2 separate regions of the Sus scrofa genome follow, and region 1 is linked to region 2. Evidence: chromatin contacts called from public HiChIP or PLAC-seq data. All regions are on one chromosome and are shown on one strand. The core of a region is the stretch at or near the end of the contact, and the rest is flanking DNA. Distances in the headings are between cores, read along the strand shown.

Region 1 (6,118 bases), core at 208-2,707, 35 kb after region 2:
AGAATATTTGTTTCTTTCGGCCAGAGTGCAAGACGGGGGATGTATTGCGGAAGATGGGAAAGGACAGTTACTTTTGTCCCAGCTGTTCGTCCAGCTGTGTTGCTCGGGAAACAGGCGGGAGGAAGGCATATGTCTTGTGTTTGATGATTGCAATGTTTGGATCGTGTCCTGTGTGCCCTGTATAAACCCTGTTTCCCCCTGTTCTTACAGAGAGAGCCTAAACTCCTTACTAGGGCCTTGAAGGCCCACCCAGCCTGATGGGCACCCCGCTCTCCCATTCTCTTTGATCCCCCATCCCTCCCCCACGCTGCTTGCCCTGCTGTCTGCTGCCAGCTCCTACAAAGGGGGGCTCTTCTCCTGGGGCCTTGCCTTGCCTCCCGGGGCCGGAGGCGGGTGTCCCCTTCCAGCGCCTCCGTAGAGGATCTTCCCGGCCTCTGGATAAATTCTGCCCCAGACAGCCCTTCTTGCCCCTTGTCCCAGTCCACCCCCGTCACTCCGGGGACACAGAGCCCCAGAGGTGATCGCATTCCTTTCATGTTCCCTTCCTCCCATCCTCATCATAGCTTCAGTTGTCATATTGACTTCTGGGTTTAAGTTTCCCCCTGCTGCTGCCGTGTGAGGGGCACACCTGTCTTGCTCACTTGTCATGTAGTAGGTGCCCAGCGACAGTGCCCTGAGTGTGCACGCAGAGCCCTCTGCTCAGAAGGAGGCAAGGCCTGTGGGCTGGGGGAGCAGGAGGGCCCTGGGGCTCCTGCTGCGAGCTGAGCCCCACCTTCCAGACAAGGAGGTGACCACGTGGCAGGCTGGTGACAGAGCAGCACTCCCGGCTCCCCAGACTCTGAGGCCAATGCTTGTTGGATCCCAGGGGTTGCCTGAAGTGTGGGTGGCTTTGCCGGGGCCTGTAGCTCTGTGCTCATTGGGAGCTCAAAGCCCTGGGAGGTGGTGCAGTTACCTGTGGGTGCGTTTCCCTGACGCCAGCAACTAGGGGAATATTTGGAAGCAGCCTCGGGGAGGCTGGCGAGGTGGTTTTTCAGCCTCACCTCCAGGCCTGCATCCGGCCCTGGGCAGCTCTGAGCCAGATGCCACCTATGGCCCTGTTTGAAGTGGCTGAAGTGTGAGACCCCTGGGCCTGGGGGTGCTTCGTTGGCAGAGGGTCCTCTCACCGCTGAGCTGGCTGCAGAGGCCAGAAAAGCTGACGCCACCTGTCATCAAGTTCAGAACTGGGGTCCCTCTGGGGGCGAGGGGCCCTCCATGCACGAGCCCCAGGAGCTGTCGAGGCGGCCCTGGTCTCTGCAGGCCGGCCCCTCGGAACCTGGCCTGCCCCGACTTCTCTGAGCAAGGAGGGTCCAGGCGGCCTGGGGATGGTGGCGAGGGAGGGGTGGCATGTACCAAGCATGACTCATGCCCCCCGTGCCTGCAGCCAGTTCTCCTCAGACAACCTGATTGTCAGAAGGCGCTGACTCAGCCGCCCGAGCTTGTCCCAGAGTGAATCAGATAAGGCCGAGCCCGTGCTGGACCAGCTCTGCATCTTCTGCGGCCCGTCCCTCATCCTGGTAACGTTGGCGGGAGCCTGGAATGTGGCTTCCAGTACCATAGTTACCCTCGTATTGTGTTTCTGTGTTTTTCCATTTTGAATTCTTTTCCCCACTGCCTCTGTCCTGGTTGTTTTGTGGTCTCTCCTCTCTCTCTCTCCCTGAGCTCAAAGGCCCGCGTGGCATTGGCTGAAGAGGCCACAGACCTTACTGGGGCTACAAGGCTCCTGTTACCGTATGGATTTTTACCATTTTTAGGGGGAGGTGAATCCATATTTCATGAGGTGAGGTCAAGCCAGACGCTGAAGTGGAAGCAGCTTTTTGCTCTGGACTGGCCTTGGTCCAGAGGCTAACAGGGACGTGGCTGCTTATTGTTCAGAGTGCAGCTTCTTGTGGAATGTGAAAATATTTCAGTTCCCCAAACTATCAAAACCGAGCCCTTGTGTGTTCTCTGGATCCATTTCAAGAACTTAGTTGATTGTTAAGGAAATTCTTTGGCTATGTTTTTCTCTTAATATGGTAATGCTTTTTTTTCCCCCCCCATGTTGGCGTTCTCTCTTCAGGGGATTGGACTAAGACTCTGATTTTTGGTTCTGACCAAGTGACTCCCAGGTTGTTGGGACTGAATTTGTAGGTGAATGTCTCCTGTCCCTTTTGCTGAGTGGGGAGGGCAGCGTGGATGCCGTGTGCCAGTTCAGTGAGTGTGGAGCAGGGTCTAGGGACCCAGGGGTTGGCCAGCTGTGGCCTACAGTCCAAATCCGGCCCTCCAGCTGTTTGTGTAAATAAAGTTTTATTGAAACACAGCGTGCCCATTTGCTTTTGTGGAGTCTGTGGCTGCTTTTGCTCCACAGCAGCAGAGTTGAGTAGCTGGATTGGAGACCCCGTGGCCTGTGAAACTGAAAGCACTTACTTTGTGGCCTTTCAGAGAAAGAGCTTTGCCAGCTCCAACGGAAGATGATTAGCACGTTGTTCTAGAGGAGCCCAGTGTGCTTGGAACAAAATGTGCTTTTAAGACTCGCGTGAGGGAGTTCCCGTTGTGGCACAGCAGAAACGAATCCAACTAGGAACCATGAGGTTGCGGGTTGGCTCCCTGGCCTCACTCAGTGGGTTAAGGATCCGGTGTTGCTATGAGCTGTGATGTAGGTCGCAGTTGTGGCTCGGATCCTGCGTTGCTGTGGCTGTGGTATAGGCTGGCAGCTGTAGCTCCAATTAGACCCCTAGCCTGGGAACCTCCAGATGCTGTAGGTGTGGCCCGAAAAAGACAAAAGACAAAAAAAAAAAAAAAAAAAAAGACTCGGGCGACCTCAGGGGAAAAGGACAGAGCAGCTGATCTCATTTGCTCTTATTCTTGGGGAGACTGTGTTTCTTTGCTGGAGAAGATGCTTCGGTCTTGCCTGATTAAACAGAGAGAGGCCTTAGTTCTGACCCATTTCTCAGTTATATCAATAGAGAAGAATTTTGTGAGTCCAAAGATGTTTTGCACATTATTATCCAATTTTAAAAGTCCTAATGATCTCTTAAGGTCTAGTTGGTCCATTCTTTCAGTTATTCTTTATTCACTCATAGAGTCTATACATATTTATTGAGCATCTCTTGGCCAAGCACTGTGTTAGGTTCTGAGGATGTGCCAGCAATGGGCAAAAGCCGCGGAGCTCACATGTGGTGCAGGGACAGGTAAGCTAGACTGGGGTGATAGGTACAAAGAAGAAACAGAGGGAGGACGCGGTGGAAGGCCCCGGGGCTGTGAAGTTGTCTGAAGGTAGTGAAGACAGAGAGGCTTAACGAGGAGGTAACATCCAAGCTGAGACATGAAGGATAGATAGAGCCAGCCAAGGGGGAGAGTGGGGGCCACGAGAGCTGCTTAGTTTTCCTTCTCTGCCTTGCCTGAGACCTTGCCTTTGGACCACGTGCAGACGTATTTCCCAGTGAGTTTAGGAGAGCCCCCTCCAGAACACGAGCTGATGCTTCTGGATAGTTCCTCTGCCTGTTGTCTGCGTCTCTTATTGTTCTTTGGGATTCCTGGTCTAACTCTGGAAAGCTCCAACTTTTTATGAGGTCAGTCTCCTGAGAGTCTAGAAGTGCAAGGGGTTTGTAATGAGCTGGTGACCTCTCGGTCATGGCAGAGTGGAGGCTATTTCCCAGAGTGGCTTCCTAGAACCATCTAGACTGCTTTCTATGGCAGGGCAGAAATAAGACATTCTGATGAACTGAGGACTCATGGTCTGATAAATGTGCTAATCAAGAAGTCCCTTTTGTTAAGTAAGGCACAAGAATCTGCTAATAAGAACATATGTTTCATGGTATGTCCCTCTCTGCTTTGGCTACCAGGCAGCTCCTAGAAACCCTTGGCCCTGTGGTTAGAATATTTTCTATGCCACCATTTTATGTCATGAATATACAAGTTAACTTATTGTAATGAGCCTCATGTAGAGGAGTTTATATGTCTTTAAGGATTAAAAAAAATAGGAGTTCCTGTTGTGACTTAGCAGGTTAAGAACACTACATAGTGTCCGTGGGGATGCAGGCTTGATCCCTGGCCTTGCTCAGTGGGTTAATGATCTGGCATTACCATAAGCTACGGTGTAGGTCATAAATGTGGCTCAGATCCCACTTTGCTGTGGCTGTGGCTGTGCCCTGTTGCTGCAGCTCGGATTCGACCCCTAGCCTGGGAACTTCCATATGCTGCAGGTGTGGCTGTAAAAAGGAAAAAAAAAAGAATTAAAAAAATTTTTTACAAGAGTGTTATATCCTGGTCAATTTCCCTGCATATAGGACCATACAAGCTCTAAATAGTAGCAGATAAGGAGCCACTGTGTCTTTAATTCAGTTCGGCAGCTAGCAAGTGGCTGCTGTGTGTTGTGCACGGAACCAACCAGAGTTGAGACCACGCCTGCTCCCAGCAGGGAAGGTGGGCAAGGGTTGCGCCTTTGTCCACCTGAGCCCGGAGCCTGCAACGTGATAGACGCCTAAAAACCAGGCTGCATCCAGCATCAGTTATCCAGACGTAAATGCCTGGCCTTGGCTCACCCCAAATATTGGACTAAACCCAATTTTTAAATCCTGATGCATCTTTTAAGATCTGGTTTGTTTATTCATGTGTTCACTTTCACATCCATTGATTTTCATAATATTGGGTGGCCAACCCGTGTTGTGGCAGCAGTGGCCAACTTGACGTCACCAGAGAAGAGGGGAGGGATTAAAAGTGGAGGGGCTGACGGATGGGGATGCGTTCCCTACGCCCGATGAGGATGAGACGATCCGTTTCCTTCTCTCGATGCCCCAGAATATATATAGTCCCTGGCCATGGGGCTCCCCTGTAGAACTGTTGACGTTTTGTCGTTTACACCGCAAGACTTACTCTTGCTGTTTTTGACTATTTGAAATGCCAGAGCTTCTTGATGCAGCTTTCAGGAGACTAAATATTGTGGCGATGGTTCATAAACAGTGAGGGAGGAGGAGAGGGCGGTTTCGTTCGTTCTTTCCCTCTTTTGTTTTTGCGTGGCCATCCCCTGTTCTTTTCCTCTTTCCTTCCGTCTCCCCCACTTCTCTTATTTCTCCCATCTGAACCTCCCCGCCCCCACCCCAGCCACCCTCCCCCTCGTTCCCCCCCTTCCCCTCCTCCCCTGCTGGAGGGCAGCTATAATATGTCACTTTGGGGACACGGATGGTGGTGACTTGACCACCCCCGTTCTTCCCACACGTACTGCCTCCGTGTCATGTAGCAGGTCCTTCCCAGCCGGCCTCTGGGCTCACCTGCTCACTGCCCACCCCCATCCCTTGATGTACCCTTGACCTTGTCATCACTGAAAACCTCCCCCACCTCTAATCTGAATCCCAAGCGTCTCATTCTTGGTCTGTCACCTCTTTTTCTGGCGTGGCTGCTTTATGGGCACATGACCTGTGCACTCACAGGCTCCATGCTTGAGGGGTTAGTGCTCTGAGGTGTCCATTTTATTTTATTTTATTATTTGTTTATTATTTATTTTTGTCTTTTTAGGGCCACACTCACCACCCATGGAGATTCCCAGGCTAGGGGGCGAATTGGAGGTGTAGCCACCAGCCTACACTACAACCGCAGCAACGCCAAATCCGAGCCATATCTGCAACCCACACCACAGCTCATGGCAATGCCGGATCCTTAACCCACTGAGGAGGCCAGGGATCCAACCTGTGTCCTCATGGTGCTCGTTGGATTCGTTTCCTCTGAGCCACGATGGGAACTCCTGAGGTCTCGGTTTCAATTTTATCTTTGAATTTGTGTTTTGTGGGTTTGGTGAGACGGTGGAGTGCGTGCTGGGGCTTGGCCTCTCGGGCCCACAGGGTTCTCCTCCTGCTGCCTTCCCAGGATAGGGTCTTGGCTTCCTTCCTTCCCTGACCCCTGGGACCCCGGGCTCCACATGGTCATGGCCGCCTTCCTTCTGCCTGAAAGTGAAGACGTGCAGAGAGTCAGAGTCAGGTGCACGCGCCCCATAGCATCCCGGGCAGAGAATGGTGGCTAACCCCGCCTGTGCAGAGGTGGGGCCGAGGCTTTCCTTCCCGTCCAGGCACCTAGTGCATTCTGCTGCTGGAGGCTGTTGCCCTGCTCT
Region 2 (6,325 bases), core at 878-3,377:
TGAAAACACTATTTCCAGCTATGGAGGCGTTAAGACAAAGGGAAGCTCAATGAAGGGCCCACGATGCCACATTTCACCTCATTTATCGTGTCCTTCCGAATGTTTGTCTTTTTAGGGCCAAACCTGTGGCATATGGAAGTTCCCCGGCTAGGGGACAAACTGGAGCTGCAGCTGCTGGCCCATACCACAGCCACAGCAACACCAGATCTGAGTTACATCTGTGACCGCGCCACAGCTTGTGGCAGCGCCAGATCTTAACCTACTGAGTGAGGCCAGGGATTGAACCCACATCCTCCTGAATACTAGTTGGGTTCTTAACCACTGAGCCACAGCGGCAACTCCATTTTTTTTTTTTTTTTTTTTTTTTTTTTTTTTTGCCTTTTCTTGAGCCACTCCCGCGGCATATGGAGGTTCCCAGGCTAGGGGTCGATCCGAGCTGTAACCACCGGCCTATGCCAGAGCCACAGCAATGTGGGATCCGAGCCACATCTGCAACCTACACCACAGCTCACGGCAACGCCAGATCCTTAACCCACTGAGCAAGGCCAGGGATTGAATCCGCAACCTCATGGTTCCTAGTCGGATTTGTTAACCACTGCGCTACGATGGGAACTCCCAATTTTTTGTTTTGAAACAGTGAGTTCACCCTGCAGTCTGGCCACTTGGCTGTTGGGTGGAGGATGGGTCTTCTTCAGGCCCCAGGATGCTGCGCCTCCTGCTTCCAGGCCTTCGGTCCTAGGGACCCCTCTGGTACTTAAGACACTGACATGCCTCACATTTAGGAGGTGACTTGGGGTGGGTGGGGATTATACCTATTTGGATATTACTTTTAAATTGTTTTCGTTGGAAAAGTACTGCGTGCACAAGGGAACAACCCACATGCAGAATAGTCAAAAGTCGCTCGACCTCCAGGGCCCCCTCCCCTCCCCAGGAAGGTCATCTCAGCCCAGCGGCCAGCCCAAAAGACTTTTGGGAGTTTCTGCCCCATCCGGGCCCAGGACTGTGTGAGCCTGCCTCCTGCCAGGTCCTCAGGCTCAAGCTTTGCCCATCTGCTACGCGTTGGTTCAGTGGCCGCCGCCCACCGGCCTGGCACGGCCAGGGCTCAGGGACCCACCTCCAGGGTCGCCCCGCTCCTCCTGGCGGCACCTAGACTGGCGTCTGTCTAAAATGATGCACCCAAGACTGTCGAGTGGGAGATCAATGGCGAGCTCTTCTACTTAATGTTTTGAGATAATCATGCCCGCGGTGAAAAATTCAAACAGTACAACGCCCCCTTTCCCACCCCAAACTCCCCCTTCCCTATCCAATCCCTGGTGTTAGAAGCTTCTCGCGTCTCCTTCCGGAGCTGTTCTGTGCATGTACAAGCACACATCTCACCCATAACAACTTTTTAAAAGAATTTGATTCCCATGGCTATATTCTAATTACTTCTGCTCTTTGCTTTTTTCACTTAACCGTGGGTCAGCGCTGGCTCTCTGCCAGCCCCGCGGGCCCCGCCTTCTTTGCACACAGGGTCCACGGTCATGGTCGCGCGTGCCCAGCACGGGGGTCAGTTCCAGAGAGGTACCCATCCTCCTCCTCTGGAGCGCGTGACCAGGGCCAGCGGTGCCACCGCCGCCCGGGGGGGGGTCTGGGCGACGGCCCCTCCCGCGGCGGGGGCGGGTCCCCAACTTGGCAATTTGCAGGAACTTTCCCTGGCGCTCGCGCGCGGGGCCCCAGCAGGTTCTCCGGTGCGGAGCCTCTTTTTGGTTTTAAGGTCGCCAGCCGCGGTGAGGGAAGCCGAGACAGGCGGATCCGTGGGAAGCGGAGACCGGGAAACCGAGCCCCGCGAGCGGGCGGACCCATCCGCACGCCGCCCCGCCCGCGCCCACGAGCCCCGCCGTGCCCGGGCGCGCCTGCCCAGCCCCCGCCGCGGGCGGTCCCCGGTCCAGCCGCCCGCCCGCCCTCCCGCCATCCGGCCGGCCCCCCTCCCGGGCGCCGTGCCCGTCCCCAAGGCGGCTCGTCACCGCTGCGAGGCCAATGGGCTGGGCCGCGCGGCCGCGCGCACTCGCACCCGCTCGCCCGGAGTCCCTCCCGCGCTCTCCCCGGCACTGCTCTCCGGCCCTCGCCCAGCCCGCCGCCGCCGCCGCCGTACGAGCCGCCATGCAGCCCCCGCGCGCCTCGTTCCTCCCGCTGCTGCTGCTGCTGCTGCTCGCGGCGCCCGGCTGGCGCTGCCGCCCCGGGCGGGCCGCTCGGCGCCTGGCGCCGCCGGGTGTCCGGAGCGGTGCGAGCCGGCGCGCTGCGCCCCGCCGCCGGGACACTGCGAGGGCGGCCGCGTCCGCGACGCGTGCGGCTGCTGCGAGGTGTGCGGCGCGCCCGAGGGGGCCGAGTGCGGCCTGCAGGAGGGCCCGTGCGGCGAGGGGCTGCAGTGCGTGGTGCCCTTCGGGGTGCCCGCCTCGGCCACGGTGCGGCGGCGCGCGCAGGCCGGCCTCTGCGTGTGCGCCAGCAACGAGCCGGTGTGCGGCAGCGACGCCAACACCTACGCCAACCTGTGCCAGCTGCGCGCTGCCAGCCGCCGTTCCGAGAGGCTGCACCAGCCGCCGGTCATCGTCTTGCAGCGCGGCGCCTGCGGCCAAGGTATCTGCGCTCTGGGGAGCTCCCCAGTCTCGCCGGGTCCCGACCCGCTCCGGCGGAACGGAAGGGCCAGGCCGGGGGCGGCGAAGTGTTGCGGGCTGTTCCGGGCACCCACTGGCTGGGGGAGGCGGGCACCGGCCCTCGGGGTGACAGAATTGCGCGGGATCCCTCGGAACCGAGCTTTGCGCCCAGCCTGGGTCAGTTCCTCGCGCAGCGGGTCCCGGACGCGCTGTGTCCGGAAGCCAGGAGCCGGGGTGATGGGGTATCCTCCAGGAAAGGCCCGCTGCTGGATCCCCGCGGGAAGGCACACCGCGTCAGGGTTCGGGGACAAACAAGGCAGGAACGTGGATATAAAAAGTTGAAAAGTTTGGGGCCACAAGGACTAGGTTCTGTGGCTTCTTTCCCTTCCTTTTTGGCTTCTGCCCGCGTTCTGCTCGCCCTTTAAAATTAACCATGCATTCATTTTTATTATGGATACTGTCGTGGAAACTTTTAACTTTTTATTTGAAAGGGGCATTGTTGCTTGTCCGGCACCCCTGTTTCCCCAGGAGACCCCCTGGCCGGACACGGGTTTAGTACAGCAGGCGTTGCAGCAGCAGCACTGCCTGCCTTGCTTCCCATGATTGGAGCCAGCCCTACAAAAATGAAAGTGGCTCCTTTTGAATAAGCAGATGACGGAAAATGCCGAGGAAGGAATGCGGGGGGGGGGGGCATGTTAGGGATGAGGAAGTGTCCCCCTCTCCCTCCTTAAACATCTTTTCTGTATCAACAAGTCTGGTCCTGGCAGGGGAGGTAGTGGTGTTGGGGCGAAGGGTGGAGCGAACGGCGGGAGCTTCCAGAGGGATGCTTCTCGTCTTCAGTCCCAGAGACCATGTGGAAAAACAATACGGAGTTCAGCTGCGGCCAATCCAGCGGTATAGGGACGGGCCAGCCCTGCTTGGCAGTGCACTTGGCCGCAGCCACTGGCTGCCTCCTCACTACTGACAGTGCATGGAAAGGGAGGGGGGAGCCCAGTGAGAGGGGCCGGTCTTGGTTTTCTTTGTAGGAATATGGTCCAGCCCTGGGGCCTGGCGCACTTTGGCCAACACAGAGAGGAAGGTGCCAGAGCAGTGTAGGTCAAACAGAAACTGCGGATCCGACCAACACGGGAGCAGGGAGCCAGCCTTGGCCCTCAGGAAACAGCCTGGTTAGCACGTGGAGGAGAATTATTCCAGGCAGAATTGAACCTGTGGAGTCCAAGGGGTGGGCCTGACAACACACATGAATTGAGTCCTTGTGCCAGGCATGTCACTCTTGTGACCACACTTGGCCTTCGAAGAGGAGGGAGCCTTTGCTGCCATTCCTGATTTATAGGTGGGGGGACTGGGGTTAAATTTCTTACCCAGGGCCATGTAGCTAGAATTTGAACCCAGACAACCTTACTCAGAAGCAGCCCGGTGCTTAACCCTGAGCTGGGAAAGAGAGGTCAGGCAGGGTGAAGGAAGTTTCTGGAGGGCCCCAAGTGCGCCCGAGGTCGAGTAGGAGGCAGGCGGATCGAAGTCTTGTCTGGGAGGTGGTGAATAGATCGGTGTGGCTGGGGACATTTGGGGAAGGCATCAGAAGTGACCTAGACTAGTGGCACAGAGTCCCAGGGCCAAAGAGGATGGGCCGGGCTGCTGTGTACTCAGATGCTCTTGAACCAGGGCAATTCAAAAAAAAAAAAAAAAGCCTGAGTAGGATGCACCTAACAGAACACACCAGGGCGCGGAGTTCGGGCTAATGCAATAGTCTGGGTGTGAGGGGATGATTTTAGAAAAGCACATGCATGTTTTTGTCAAAAACAAGCCAGCGCTTAGTGTTTGTGGTCTCGCTGCGGGGTCCAGAGTAACTGGCACGCTTCAAGCACCTAATTTACTGCCAGTGAGGTGGAGTCACTTAGCAAGCTTCGGAGTTGGCAGAGTCATTAATACTGGAGGGAAGCAGGTCCTCTCCCAGGGGCCCTTAGGCCCGCAGCAGGCTCCTGGGAGAGCCGGGAGGCTGGGGATGGGGGGGTGTGGCCACAGAAGGATGAGCTTGGCAGCCTGGAAAGGAGGGAGAGACGGAGAGGGTGCAAAGCTGTTCTCCTCTGTTCCTCTTTGTGCAAAAGAACTCAGCTCTGCGGTGTGTCTGGCACTGTGTGTGTGTGTGTGTGTGTGTTGTGTATGTGTGTGCGTGCACGTGCACCTGGCACATAGGAGGCAGGTGTGGGGGGAGTGATGAATGAATAGACAAATGAATGAAAAAACAAGAGGCCCTGGACAGTCATGGCCACGTGGCCTGTCCTCAGCGGAAGGCTTTGCTTTTGCGGTCCTCTCCCCCATCAACCCTCCACCCTTGTCTTTCTGGGGGTACCTCTGAGGACGGGGAGCCTGGGAGCCCAGCCTTCGTTTAGGGGAAGCCCTGCCCACGAGCAGGTCACCGATGTCATTGCTAAACCCAGTGACCTGGCTGCAGCTCTGGCTGAGAGGCTTGGCGCGAGCCCTGTTTTAGCTGAAGTGGCCACGGGAGGCCTTCTGGAGGACGTGCTGCTGGACCAGAGGCCTGGAGTTGGGGCGAGCAGTACGAGGATGTGGGGAAGGGGCTTCTGAGACAGGAGCGGCTTCACGATGCACGAGATCCCCAGGAGGGTTTGTGTGGATTGGAGATCGATGGGGAGGGAGGTAGGACGCGCGGGTGAGCCGCGCCTGCAGGTCACCGTGGCTCTTTGGATGGCGGAAGGGTCACCGTTCAAAAGAAAGCACTTTTATCTATAGAAGCTCTTTTACAGAAACTTCAGAGAGGGTCTCTAATCTTGGTTCTGGAAATGAAGTCAAAGCATCAATTTCAGAAATCAGTGCTGCATCAGGGTTTGGATAGGCAAGTATAAAATTGTACCAGGGAACAGAGAGCTGTCATCTTTGACCAGGCGTGGTTTCAATTAGCTTAAAGCAAAAAAGATTCTGGTCAGGAGAGTACAAAAAAGAAAGGAATCGCAAAGAATAATTGGTAATAAGGGCTAATGTACCTTTGGTGCTTGTTCTGAGCCAGGCGTGTGCTAACCTGTTCGCTTGTCCTCGCTGTCCTAGGAGGGATGTGCTGTAATCCTCCTGGGGTTACAGCTGGGGGACAGAGTCACAGAGCGATACCTTGCCCAGGACTTGAACCCGAGCATCTGGTCCACATCCCATTTGCAATCACCATGCAGTGCCGTTGACAGAGAAACCGAGATTATAAGCCAACCCCAGCTAAGCCGAAGTTAAGAGCTGGAATAAACAGTGCTCCAGATGGCCATGGCCTTGAGATGAAACCTAGGGCACGCCACAGCTCTCACTCCCCAGGCCTGGGGGTCGGAAGCCGTGGTGGCCCCCAGTTTTCATCAGGGCAGCCCTTCCTGATGAAAAGCAGAAGAAAAGCAGAAGGGGCTGTGATTAAGATGCCTCCAAACCAGAGCCCCAGGCCCCAAACTGCTCTTGGGGAGAGGAAGTCTCTCTGGATTCCCAACAGTGCAGAAGACCGGCCAGGATGTATAGCACTGCACAGCCTTGCGAACAAGTGGACAGAAGCCAGGAAAGGGGCCTGAAAAAGACGCCCCAGGCGTCAGAAGCCTGGTCCGTTTCTCCTCCTAATACACACTCCAGGAAAGCCCCCCTCAAAATGCAGCCCCAAGCCCAGAGGTCCCCAAGTCCAGCAACTCCCGTCCTGTCTCACCCCAGGC

What was found. HiChIP or PLAC-seq counts read pairs in DNA pulled down with a chosen protein or histone mark.
Region 1: an H3K27ac HiChIP or PLAC-seq map of skeletal muscle shows a contact between it and region 2. The contact joins the enhancer-like site here to the promoter of HTRA1 in region 2. A contact is called at or near these places in 6 of 47 Hi-C or Micro-C datasets (brain, embryonic fibroblasts, fibroblasts and 2 more) and 1 of 2 datasets of contacts at active chromatin or transcription factors (skeletal muscle).

The regions. Positions count from the first base shown.
Region 1 is chr14:132,076,449-132,082,566 of Sscrofa11.1, forward strand. All of the region lies in intron 5 of HTRA1 (serine protease HTRA1), which reads left to right. Among named protein-coding and RNA genes, the nearest start is that of HTRA1, 36 kb to the left of the region's middle. Within about 2 kb of position 1,458, at least 36 of the 83 cell types and tissues checked have an H3K27ac peak or open chromatin away from gene starts, as enhancers often do. A contact at or near this core is called in embryonic fibroblasts, skeletal muscle and subcutaneous adipose tissue, where this site is marked.
Region 2 is chr14:132,040,917-132,047,241 of Sscrofa11.1, forward strand. HTRA1 (serine protease HTRA1) reads left to right here and starts at 2,128. Exons shown (of 11, transcript XM_003133208.4): 1 at 2,128-2,203; 2 at 2,206-2,616. The coding sequence starts at 2,143.